Regions from separate parts of the Mus musculus genome. Here region 2 is linked to region 1. A link is a contact called in public HiChIP or PLAC-seq data. All regions are on one chromosome and are shown on one strand. The core of a region is the stretch at or near the end of the contact, and the rest is flanking DNA. Distances in the headings are between cores, read along the strand shown.

Region 1 (6,369 bases), core at 3,140-5,639:
TGCCAGAGTGAAATGGCTCCCCAGGACGCCAGACTGCTGGAGCAGAAACAACCCAGAGAAATCAAACAGCAAGTATTAATGGAGCAGAGGTGAGGTAGTAGCTAGACTAGCATTAGAGATTTAGATTAGGGGTAGAACCCCAGTAATTGCACATAGTAATTAATAAATAAATATCAGTTTGAGTCTCATTCATTTGAAGCTAGACAGGGATAAGCACAATTCATAATAATTCTCCAAGAGAGAGCATTGACATGTTCAGTAAATCTATCTATTAATTTATGTATGTGCCAACATGAATTTAAAAAGGTTTATATTTAACAGTTTTATATTAGGAGTATTTTGAAGAAATCATATGAATTTTATAATTGTTTATTTATTTATTTACTTATTTATTTTTGGTTTTTTGAGACAGGGTTTCTCTGTAGCCCTGGCTGTCCTGGAACTCACTTTGTAGACCAGGCTGGCCTCGAACTCAGTAATCTGCCTGCCTCTGCCTCCCAAGTGCTGGGATTAAAGGTGTGTGCCACCACGCCCGGCAGCATATATTATATTTATATATATTATATCAAAGAGAATCTGTTTTGGAATGAAACCTTATTTAAAAATCTATGAATATAACACTGAAGGTTTATAAAACATTCAATGTTCCCAAAGATGTTGTTTTTGCAGGTTCTGGATACCAGTAAGGTGAGCAAGTGAGTGGTGGAGAGGAGGAAGAGAGAGAGAAGCTGAGTGCTGTGTGTACAGTGAAGGGAGTGGAACTGGAGACACGAGGGTAGTGAGGAGGAGCCGGTGTGAGGAGCCTGTGATGCCACCTGGGACGGTGTCTGGATTCACAGTGATGCAGCAGTGGGGTGGGGGTGGGGGTGTCTGTGTAGATGTCTATGGCCATGTTATTACCAAAGGTCATGCAGATATCCCTGGTCTGGGCTGCTGCCTGGAGCCATGTTGATGTCTGAGGAATGTGCAGAGCAAGTTCCACCCCTCACTGGTTGTGGCATGCGGGTGAGCTACCCCACCCCCAACCCCCGCCCCCATCATGGCTCTGGCAGTGAGCATGGGAGAGCTGGCAGACCGACCAACTCAGCTACCACCCAGGTCCAGATCCAGGGCTTTGAGTTGGCCCAACCCAACATCTACCCCATCCACAAACTGCTATAGCACATGAAGGGCCCGGTCCTGCATATCCAAAGCTGCAAGATCTCCACTATACAGGGCAACAACAGGATATCCCAGAGGGGTCCCAGTGAGGATCCAGTATTGGTAGTGTAGCCAGAGGCCTCAAACCAGACCAATGATTCACTGCAATGAACATTTGCAAGAAAAGCTGTTTAGACAAAAGCTTGGTATGTGTGATACATACCAAGACACACCACATCTTCCACAGTGAAAGATTTTGCTTTGTTTGTTTTCTTTTGGTGGGGAGATTTCTTTTGGGTGGAGGGTGGATATGGAGGAGATGGGGAGATGAATGGGATTGGGGTGCCCCCTCAAGCCTATCTTTAGGGTCCTGAAGTAGTATGTATGAATGTATGTATGTATGTATATGTATGTATGATATGAAATTCACAAAGAATTAATAAAAAGTTTAAAAATGATTTTAAAAAGAGAACTTATGTGACCAGAGTTTATTAAAACCAAACCAAACCAAACCAAACCAAACCAAACCAAACCAAACCAAACCAAACCAAACCAAACCAAATCAAACCAAACCAAAAACCTTTGATACAAATAACATAAGAAAACAACCAAAAATATATTAATACAACTGTTATAGACACATGTCACAGTTATATGACATTAGGTTCACTCAGTTGAGGAAAAAAAGGAGTAAGTTTACTGTATTTCTTTAAGACAGGGGAAAGGCTTGGTAACACAAAAGATCATAGGTGAAGTTTGTCATGTATACTTCAGGTTCTCTCTCTCTCTCTTCACCCCTTTGCTGAAGGGGGTGTTTTCTAATTGTGTCTCAGACTGCTGGTGGTCACAACTTGTGTCAAGTCAGGTGAGGCCACTTGACCACAGCAATCAAATTAAAAGAGCAAACTTAAAAGTGGAAAGCAGGAAAGGCAGATGTATTTAATGTAGTCACATGGGAAAGACAGACAGAGATCCTGCAAACTCCTCAAGCCTATCTTTAGGGTCCTGAAGTAGTGTGTGTGTGTGTGTGTGTATGTATGTATGTATGTATGTAAGTATGTATGTATGTATGTATGTATGCATTATGTATAGGTATGTACACACACACTTACACACATATACATACACACTCACACAGCCAAGGGTATGCACATCTAAGCAGTCTTGGTCAAGGTACTGCTATGACCACCACTGACTCTTCTTCATTCCCTAGGTTTTAGTTTCATCTCATAAGGTTGTTTGACAAGTTATTCAAACTGAAATCTCTTTCAGAGAGGCAAATTCAGTTCTGCCTGGAGTTCTTTCCCTCTCAAGGCATGAGATTTCCATCAAAACTCCTATATCCTTAGGGCCCATTCTTGCAACTGTCTGGTGATTAGACTGAGAGACATAAGTGTCTGTTTAGAGTGTCTTTTTATCTACCAGACCCACTACATGAGAGGAATCAAGTTTTCAGAGATGTTCTCCCCCCCCAAAAGCCACGTGTTATTACATAAGTCCCAGAAGCAGAGTATGCATGGGTCTAGGGAATGTCCACTTTGATGTTAGCTCACTCAAATATTTAGTGGGTTTCTTGTGAGAAAAACAGAAGCAAAGCAACACCAGAGCCCATGTTTAATAGGATGGCTCAGCCAAATGACAGACGGGGAAACTCCCCAAGATGCTTGAAGATGTTGTCAGTGAAAATCCTCAGGAATGTTGGCCACAGAGGTGACACAGACATGGCTTAATTTGATTGTCATTAACCTGAATTCCCCTAAGCTGTAGGGACCTCCCAGGGGCACAAACAGGGGTGGGGAGACTGAGGTGGGGCGGTTAGACTGAAATTTTTGGCTCTAAGGCTGAAAGGAAGCTTAGGGCTGGTTTGTATAATAAGCATGAGAGTTAAAAGAAAAAGCTGCTCAAGGGAAACTAAAAAATCAGAGATAAAGAAGCCAGGCCAGAGAAGAGGGAGTTACTTTAGAATTTACCTGTGATTGTGATAAAAAGATTTATTGTTCTTTTTTTTCTTTAAGATTGATGTATTATTTTTTCTGTATACAGCATTCTGCCTGCATGTCTGTCTGAAGGCCAGAAGAGGGTTCCAGATCTCATTATAGATGGTTATGAGCCACCATGTGGTTGCTGGGAATTGAACTAGGAACCTCTGGAAGAGCAACCAGAGCTCTTAACCTCTGAGCCATCTCTCCAGCCCAATAAAAAGATTTATTAATTCATCGTTTTAGCACCCATTTTAGCTCACAGGTACAGATTTTTCTTTGAAGAGCTCTTTATTATTAATGGGGGGGGCTTGTTTGTTTGGCTTTTGAGACACAGTTCTCTGCTAACCATTCTTGTTGTCCTGGAACTCGTTATGTAGACCACGCTGGACTTGAACTCATAGAGATCCTCCTACCTCTATCTCTGGAGTGCAGGGATTAAAATGTGCACCATCACCTCCTGGCACTCTTTATTGTTGTTGTTGTTATTATTATGAGTTACCACTTCTATTTTTTTACTCCCAGATCATCTCACATTTTAGTTAAGGCAGCCTGCTTTTGTGTGTGTGCGTGTGCGTGTGCGTGTGTGTGTGTGTGTGTGTGTGTGTGTGTGTGTGTGTGTGTGTGCTTTAACTTCATTGTCTAGGACTTAGTTAAGTGTACAATATAAAGCAGTTTGGAGGTAGGAAATGTTTCTCTTCATCTTTTTAAATACTTGGAAGTTAGTAGTTATCATTATATAAAATCAGCTAGAGTACCCGATGGCAGTTTATTTCCAAACATTTCCTTCTTTTGGAAAACTTGTTCCCCATATATACATATACATAAACACATATACATATAAAAATACAAACACATATACATACATAAACATACACACACACTTCCATATATATATATATACACACACACACATATATATATATATATATATATACACACACACACACATACATAGATGCATACAAACAGACACACACACACACACACACACACACACACACACACACACCACACATGGATCAACTCAGCATGTCCTCTGAGACCATATTTTCCAACTGGGTCTTTGGGTTATCTTGTATCTCACTCAAATGTGAAGGGGTTTAAGACACTGAGTGAACCGAGTCAAGTGAGTCTTCCTGGGGTTAGTCAGTAAACGTCCTTCTGACCAGGGATCCGGGTTTGTTGGGTTGCTTCTCCCAGACCCCTCCACACTTTGTGTGGGAGGGAACAAGTGCCTCTTTTCTTCAGTGCCTTTATCATCAGGAGAAACAAGTGCCTCTTGTCTTATCGCCAGGCGCTCACAAAATTCCTAAGCTAAAGTCTTTGGTGAGGTCACTGGAGAAGCAGCAGAAAGACGGAAGATCGTGCATTTGAGGAAGAGTGTCAGGAGACAAAAGCCAAAAGATAATAAATCAAAACTTTTCAAAGACGATGAAAACCAAGACAAATAAAACAAAAACCAAAATGCACTCAAAGTTCTAGAAGTGAACAAAATACTGAAAACAAGCTAGACAGTCGGAATCCAGAATCCCGTTAGAGGTAAAAGAGCAAGGAAAGAAATCAAACCCAATGTCTAGACCAAAATGCTTTCAGGGCAAACAAATTAGACACTCTAAACTAAATACTTTGAAAACAGACCAAAAAGGTGTTTGACAAAGGATTCTTGTTAACCAACTCAGAATAAACAAAATAGATCATGGACCAACCAACTTAAGGGAGGTCCAGAGCCCTGAACAGAACTCAGCAATAGTAGGATTGAGGAAGTAACCTTAGGGGGGCCTGGACTCAGTGGGACTCCTTCCATGCAGCTGTTCTTCCGGTGGAAAGTGGATCACTCTCAAAGTCCCATGTTGTGAAGTCACAGCTGCTGGTGCAAACCCCACAACTTTCATTTTAAAGGGAATAAGGGATGGTTTATTCTGGAGAGCCAGTCTGAGTAAGCACAGCCCAGGAACACAGATGTTCCAGCAAGTGTTCTCAACTGTTGAGCCGTCTTTCCAACGTCTATTTTCAAGTGTATTTATTTTGAGTGTAAGCATTGGTCTGCATGTATGTTAATGTACCACAGGCACATGGTGCCTACAGAAGCCAGAAGATAGCAGCAGACGCCCTGAAACTGCAGTTACAGACAGTTATGAGCAGTCTTGTAGGTATTGGTACCTGAATCTGGGTCCTTTGTAAGAATAGAAAGTGGTCTTAACCACTGAGTCACCTCTTCAGCTTCTAATTTGTTTTTAAATATTTATTACTGTATGTGTGCAGTATTTTTATCTGCTCTGCACAGGTGTGGAAGTAAGAGGACATTTTTGGGAAATCAGCTTTTACCTTCTACCTTACTGAGACAAGTTTTTTTTTTTCCTTTTCTTTTTAAATTTGTTTTTATTTTTATATTCATTGGTATTTTACCTGCATGTCTGTCTGTCTAAAGGTGTCAGAAGTCCTGGAACTGGAGTTAGGCAGGTGTGAGTTGCCACATGGGTGCTGGGAACTGAACCTGGGTCCTTTGGAAGAGCAGTTAGCCATTTCTCCAGCCCCCCCCCCCAAGACAAGTTTTCTGATTGTGTCTGAAGTCTCAAAATGTATTCCAAGCTAGTTGGCTATGGTGGTTTGAAGTAAGAATGGCCCCCAAAGGCTCATGCGCTTAGTTACCAGGGAGTGGAACTGTTTGAAAGGATTAGAAGGATTAAACAGTGTGGCCTTGTTAGAGGAAGAAATATGTCACTGGAAATGGTCTTTGAAGTTTCAAAAGCCCATACCAAGCCCAGACTCTCTCCTTTCTCTCTCCTCTCTCCTCTCTTCTCTCTTCTCTCTCTCTCTCTCTCTCTCTCTCTCTCTCTCTCTCTCTCTCTCTCTCTCTTTCTCTCTCTCTCTCTCTCTTTCTCCCTCTGCCGCCCCCCCTGCCCCCACTCTTCCTGTGGAACAGGATATTGTTCTCATCTTACTGTTCTAGTGCCATTCATTCTGGGATGCTCACTGTTGTGAAGATAATGGGTTAAACCTTGGAAACAGTAAGCAAGTCCCCAATTGAATGTTTTCTTTTTATGAGTCATTGTGTTTCTCCCCAGCAATGGAACAGTGACTAAGACAGGAAGCTTTAGAGAAAGAGTGAGCAAGTCCAAAGTACCAGGAAAAGCACACCTGGACTCTGGCCAGCATTTGAAAGACAGAGAGAAAGAGAAAAAGCGACATCTTTTTTAGTCAGAATTCAGAAAGATGAGCAGATCTAACAGGACCTCATGGTGGACAG
Region 2 (5,719 bases), core at 770-3,269, 55 kb before region 1:
CCTACCTCCTGTAGCTCCCGGTACTGCAGCCTTGACCTCTTGAAGTATCCAGGCTTCCTCTGGCTCAGCAAGAACAGGGCATATGTGGAGACCAGCACTCCCGCTAGGGTGAAGGCCTCCGCGCTCAGCTCCAGCACCAGCAACCCTGTCGACTGCAGGTCGTAGGGTGAGGATGCTTTTGTGGGTATAGCCCCTGTTTTCTTCTGCCCTTCCGCCTTCATTTACCAGTACCTGGGAGGAGTCCATAGAGGCAGTTCCCAAGGCTGTCTTCATCACCTCTATCACCACCGCAACGAAGCCCAAGATCAGGTTGAAGGTGTTGGATATCATCATGGCCCGCACCTACCAGTGAGCCAGCTCAGCCCTGACCAGCTTGGGAGACTCACTGCAAACTCAAACTCCACCTACGACCTAGCTGAAAACAAAACTCAGGCACAGGACTAGTGGAGGCCTGTAATCCCCGACACTTGGGAGGCTGAGGCAGGAGGATCAAAAGGTCAAGACCTGATTGAGCTACAGGATATGTTCAAGACCATCCTGAGTAACTTATGGGGGTGGGGGCTGAGGCTTTAGCCCAGGGCTAGTGTTTGCCTACTGCGCATGTGTTTCTGGGTTCAGTCTCACACACACACACACACACACACACACACACACACACACACACACACACCAAACAAGCAACTAACAAATGTCTGCTCCTATTTCCCTACTTTCAAACAGGATGGTTAGCTTTCTGACATTCTTACTTAATTGCTTCAGTCAGGGACAGACACCTGAGAGGATAAATCCCTTTTTTGGTTGAGGTGTGTGTGTGTGTGTGTGTGTGTGTGTGCACTGGGAGAATGGGAGGAGGCCTCTATTCTCTTGTCTCACCTTCCAGATGCAAGGTGCTCTTCGGAGTTCAAGGGTGATAATGCCAGTGAGGAGGCCCTAAATGGTTAGAAGGGCAAACTGTGAACTCTAGCTTTGTTAGAGAGGCCCCCCCCCAACCTTTCTCTCACCCTCCCTATGGTGGGTCTTACCGAGGCTCCGGGCCAAAGTGGCAGTGCTGTGACCAGGTGACAGGCAGAGGTCAAGCAGGAAACTGAGATAGTAAAGGGGACCATAGCTATTGCCAGCCACACTTGGCTCACCTGGAAGCCAGACAGGGCAGTTAGAGGGGACTACTGGGGACTTTTCCCTCTGCACAGTATTTTCCTCGTTTAGATATCATTAGTTAGGATAAATGCTTAGTAAAGTACCTGTGCGAAGGCAGACTAAAAATTGAGATTTTTTTTTTTTTGGTTTTTCGAGACAGGGTTTCTCTGTGTAACCCTGGCTGTCCTGGAATTCACTTTGTAGACCAGGCTGGCCTCGAACTCAGAAATCCGCCTGCCTCTGTCTCCTGAGTGCTGGGATTAAAGGCGTGCGCCACCACACCCAGCTAAAAAGTGAGATCAGAAATGAGATGCCCCTTTGTTCTTTCTGTCTCATTTTATAGTTCGCTTACCTTCATGTTTTCCCCAAAGGTAAAGGCAAGCTACTTGGAAATGAAGGGTTTTGCTTTGTTAATTTGTACATTTCTTTCTTCCCCCCACCCCCAGTCCCCAGCACAGTTTCTGGTGCATGGTTTGTGCTCACTGAACATGAGTGGAATTGAACTGTGTACAGTCAGCGAAAACCTGAAGCGGGGCAACCTGGCCTCACCGCCAGCACCAGTAGGCGTCCACTTTGCTTGTGTCTTGCCCAGTGCTGTAGCTTTTCCAGGCGAACGCTGGGTCTCTCCTGTCTTGGCTGATTAGCATTTTGATCCATTGCTCGCTTGACTGTAAGAGTGGTATTTCCTAGGCTGCAAAAAATTCATTATGGGGCTTTTCAGGAAATGGGAACACACAACATCTCTTTCATTGACCCCTCTGCCCACTCCTAATTCAGGGTTGAGGCCCAGAAACCTTACACCTACCTGAAGCGGTCACTCCAATGGGTTGCAACTCCGCTGGGTCACAGTACTCCTTAGGGGCCTGGTAGCTCAGAGCAGACAGTCTTTTCCTGGCACATAGTCTGTCAGAGAGCTGAGGTGTGGTGGGGCAAAGGTCACTATGAGGGCCTAAAGATTCAGGGAGTGGCCTTCCTAGACAGGAGCCTCAGCTCACTCCACTGGCCGGCCACCCAGCCTGCCTCAGTAGTCCCCCTTTATTGCCCTCTTTCTGCCCTTCCTCAGGGTTCACTTACTTCATCGCTCTGGACAAAATCGTCCTAGACCTCAGTCTCCCTTATTTCCATTCAGTCTTTGTTCTTTGGCTTCCTCCTCAAGTTACTCATTCTGCCCTAGTGAGAGTCTGTGTTACTGTCTGGATTGCTCCACTGGGAACCCTGTTCCCAGACCAGTTTTCATCCCCGCTCCCCTGGTTTCTCTGGGCAGTTTCTTTTCCTCACTTTTTTCTAAGGGTGACACTAAGGATCCATCCCAGGGTTTTGACTAGTTGATTAAAGGGAGGGAAAGCCTTGTACACTGGGGATTGTTTCTGACCCAGTGAAGACCCGGTACCTAGGTGCTGGTTTGGAAAAGATCTATACCAACAATATTTTTGCATTACAAAGGTCTCCAAAGGCCTGGGCTAGAATCGCAGTTCTGTCACCCTTTCAGGACCGTGACCTTGGCTACATTATTTTACCTAATTGAACTCCACTTCATTCCCTGATAATCAGAACTAACTACAATCTCCCCCTCCCCCAAAGGGAAGTTGATTCCTGGGTGGGTAGGGCGCCATTAATGGTGCTGAGAAGGTCATGTACAGATGTGATTGCTGTATGTGATTGCTGTACATATTACCACAGGGCTTGCCCAGAAGCTAAGGTGAGAACATTTATTTCCACATTTAAGAAAGAGAGCCAGCTGGCCTGAATGTATACCTTACCGAGCTAGTACAGGAAAGAGCCTGAGGTCTCGAGATGATACTCCCTGTGCCTGGGTCCCTGGTCTATCTGGCTGACCTCAGTCAAGTTGCTTAATCTGTTTCCTTATCTGTAAAAAGGAAATGAACAATACCAATCTCAAGGGGTTGCCTTGAGCATGAAGAGAAAATGCATAGGAATTAGCTTAGCCCGGTACACACCACAGAAGGAGGTGGCTATTATTTATAACCACCATAAATAAAAGAAACTGAGCCAGAAGATCCCAGGGAGCGGAGGCCCAGGAGGAAGGGGGAGAAAACTAGCTTTCCTCATGAGCCACTTCTGCCCTACTGCCCAGCCAACACCACTGGAGCACTGTATCCATGCTGATTTCCTGGGCACTGGGGACCCAAGTTTAAAGGGAACCAGACAAATTGTGCCTAGTTCCTGTCTTTTCAATCACCAAGAGAGTCGATTTTATTTAATGGCAAGGTTGAGATAGAGGCCTTACGATGTCCCTGAATTTGCAGGTCAGTGGAAGGAGAGAACCTACTTTTTCTGTAAATGGAGGTTATATGAGAGAGGATTACTGGAAAGATCTCATGCTGCTAAATACGTGAACAATCATCGAGTAAATATTGACTAAATCTGAGTATGCCACTTAGGAGTGTGCAACTACTGTTTGGGCTATAATCGTGCCGAGAGAAAGTAACACATCCCCTTCTCTCTGCATACCCCCAGTGTCGAGCACAGCGCCGGGTGCTTGGTAAGCACTCAGTAAATATTGTTGCATTGAAGAGCCATTAAAGTGTCTTAAAGAACGGAAAATAGAATTCGTGAAGCAGGAGCGAGAAGTGTTTATCAAGACCGGCAAAGGCGGAAGAGTAACTTTAATAATGTTTCTTGTACGGCAGACATTAACTATCTCTATAATCGCCCCTCCTCCTCTCCCAAAAGAGAGACAAATTGTAAGGGAGAGGCTTTGAGATAAAACCCCAGGAAGAACTTCCCGAGCCTGTGCATGTTGGGGCAGAAGCAGCGGCAGAGCCAACTCCTTCCCTGGTATGTCCGGGTCTAGGGTGGGAGGGGCAGCCTGCTTGGAGGCTGGGGGAAGGACAAGATGACCTTTCACAATCTCCTCCAGTCCCCTCGAGGAACGGTCTGCGCGCCCCACCCCCGCCCCCTCCTCCTCGCGCGACGCCCCGGGCCCCCCCAAGGCCCGCACCCCCTGGCGGCCGCCTCTTGCCGCTCCGGGGGTCCCCCGGCCCCGGAGCCCGAGCGCGCTGCCGGCCGCGCCGCCCCCCGCATGCTAATGGCCCGGCCGCCTCCCGCCGCACACAATGCGGGCCGGGCCGGGGGCGGAGGGCCGGGGAGGGGCGGGGGCCGGGCCGGGGGCGGGGGGGCCGGGGCCCGGCGCATCTCCCCCGGCCCCACGTAACGCTGACGCCCGCGCCGCCGGCCCGCCGCCGCCGCCGCCCGCGCCGCCGCCCGCCCGCCGGGGCTCGTGAGTAGCCGCTCCCCCCGCGCCCCCCCGCCGCCGCCCTCCCCGCCCCTCCCGGAGGGGGCGCGCGCGGAGCAGGTGCAGGGGGCGGGGGCGGGGGAGGGGCGCCGCGCGGCCCCGGCAAACTTCGCCCGCCGCTTCGGGGGGCGGGGTGGGGGCGGCGGGGCCGGCGTGAGAGTTGGGGTGGGGGGTCCGAGGAGGGGGCCAGGTGGGGGAGCCGGGAGCCCCGCACGGAGGGGAGGGCCGCGGCGCGGGGCGGGGGCGCGCGGCTTTGTAGGGACCGTGAGGCCGGGCGCCGCGGCCTGGGGTGCAGGGGGCCTGGGGGTGCGCGGTGGGAGAGCCGTGAGCACAGTGGAGGTGCGCCCCAGCCCAGGTGCAGCGGGTGGGGGTGGGGGGAAGGAGCCCTAACTCTCGGGGACCGGCAGGGCACGGGGCGGGGGAGGGGAGAGGATGGGGGTGCTTCTCTCTGTGTCCCAAACAAAGTGTCACAAAGAGCTCGGCCGGCGGCAGCCGCGGAGGCGGCTGTAACTCCGCTTTTGTTCTCCTGGCCCGGGGTAGCTGAGCTCTGGCCTCCCTATCTCCCAACCCTGCCCCCATTCTCCTCCTGGTTTATTTTCCACGGGTGGAGTGTGAGGTGTGCTGGTGGAGTCTCTCGTGTGAGATCACAGGTCCTGCTCTGCTTGCGTACCAGTTTTTGAGAGGGGTATTTTCCCAGATCATCTCCTACCCACCTCTCAGCCTGAGAACTGAGGCTCATACAGGCACTAACACTGACTTTTTAGGGCCAGCTCTAGTTAAAGAGACTTAAGGCTGTATACATGTCCTCCTTACTCCCCAATCCCAGGCTCCTCAGAACTTTCAGAATGGGGTCAAGTTAGGACATGCTAGAACATGGGTCTAGGATAAGATTGTGTGTGTGTGTGTGTGTGTGTGTGTGTGTGTGTGTGTATTGTACCTCCCTCTCACCTCTTCATAGTTACTATGGGAGCCAATAACTGAAATTTCATGCTGTTCCCCCCCGCACCCCTCCCCCCCCAGTCCTTTCCCCAAGAACTCATTTTAAAAGGTGTCCAGGTTCAGTGTAATGTGGATTTGAAACAGCTCTCAGAGCATCCAGGTTCAGAGAGCCATGGAGAGACCTTACAAGTGAGTTGTTCTCTTGTGTGTGTTCTCCAGGTGGTCTTGACTCTGGACTATCTAATAAGCCCCCTTTCCATTTACTCTCATCTAGCACTGGGGTTCGTATTTGTTAGCTGATTTAGGAGAGGGGAGATTGCCGACGAGAGGGGGAAAGAAATCATATGTTGGGGATGGCCAGAGACAGAGGCCTAATTACTGCTAGGC

Evidence for each region. HiChIP or PLAC-seq counts read pairs in DNA pulled down with a chosen protein or histone mark.
Region 2: an H3K27ac HiChIP or PLAC-seq map of extraembryonic endoderm stem cells shows a contact between it and region 1. The contact joins the promoter of Tmem253 here to the enhancer-like site in region 1. A contact is called at or near these places in 24 of 39 promoter capture datasets (the 3T3-L1 cell line, 3T3-L1-derived adipocytes, the HPC-7 cell line and 16 more), 2 of 484 Hi-C or Micro-C datasets (bone marrow-derived dendritic cells and liver), 5 of 115 datasets of contacts at active chromatin or transcription factors (CD8 T cells, embryonic stem cells, extraembryonic endoderm stem cells and 1 more) and 3 of 9 other capture datasets (adipose tissue, liver and pancreatic islet).

Annotation. Positions count from the first base shown.
Region 1 is chr14:51,960,326-51,966,694 of GRCm38.p6, reverse strand. No RefSeq gene overlaps it. Among named protein-coding and RNA genes, the nearest start is that of Arhgef40, 21 kb to the left of the region's middle. Within about 2 kb of position 4,389, at least 9 of the 459 cell types and tissues checked have an H3K27ac peak or open chromatin away from gene starts, as enhancers often do. A contact at or near this core is called in extraembryonic endoderm stem cells, where this site is marked.
Region 2 is chr14:52,013,165-52,018,883 of GRCm38.p6, reverse strand. It overlaps Tmem253 (transmembrane protein 253), which reads right to left and starts at 2,019. Exons shown (of 7, transcript NM_001033805.3): 1 at 1,943-2,019; 2 at 1,687-1,828; 3 at 1,023-1,133; 4 at 874-930; 5 at 232-342; 6 at 6-152. The coding sequence starts at 1,794. The region is part of intron 1 of Zfp219 (zinc finger protein 219); the gene reads left to right.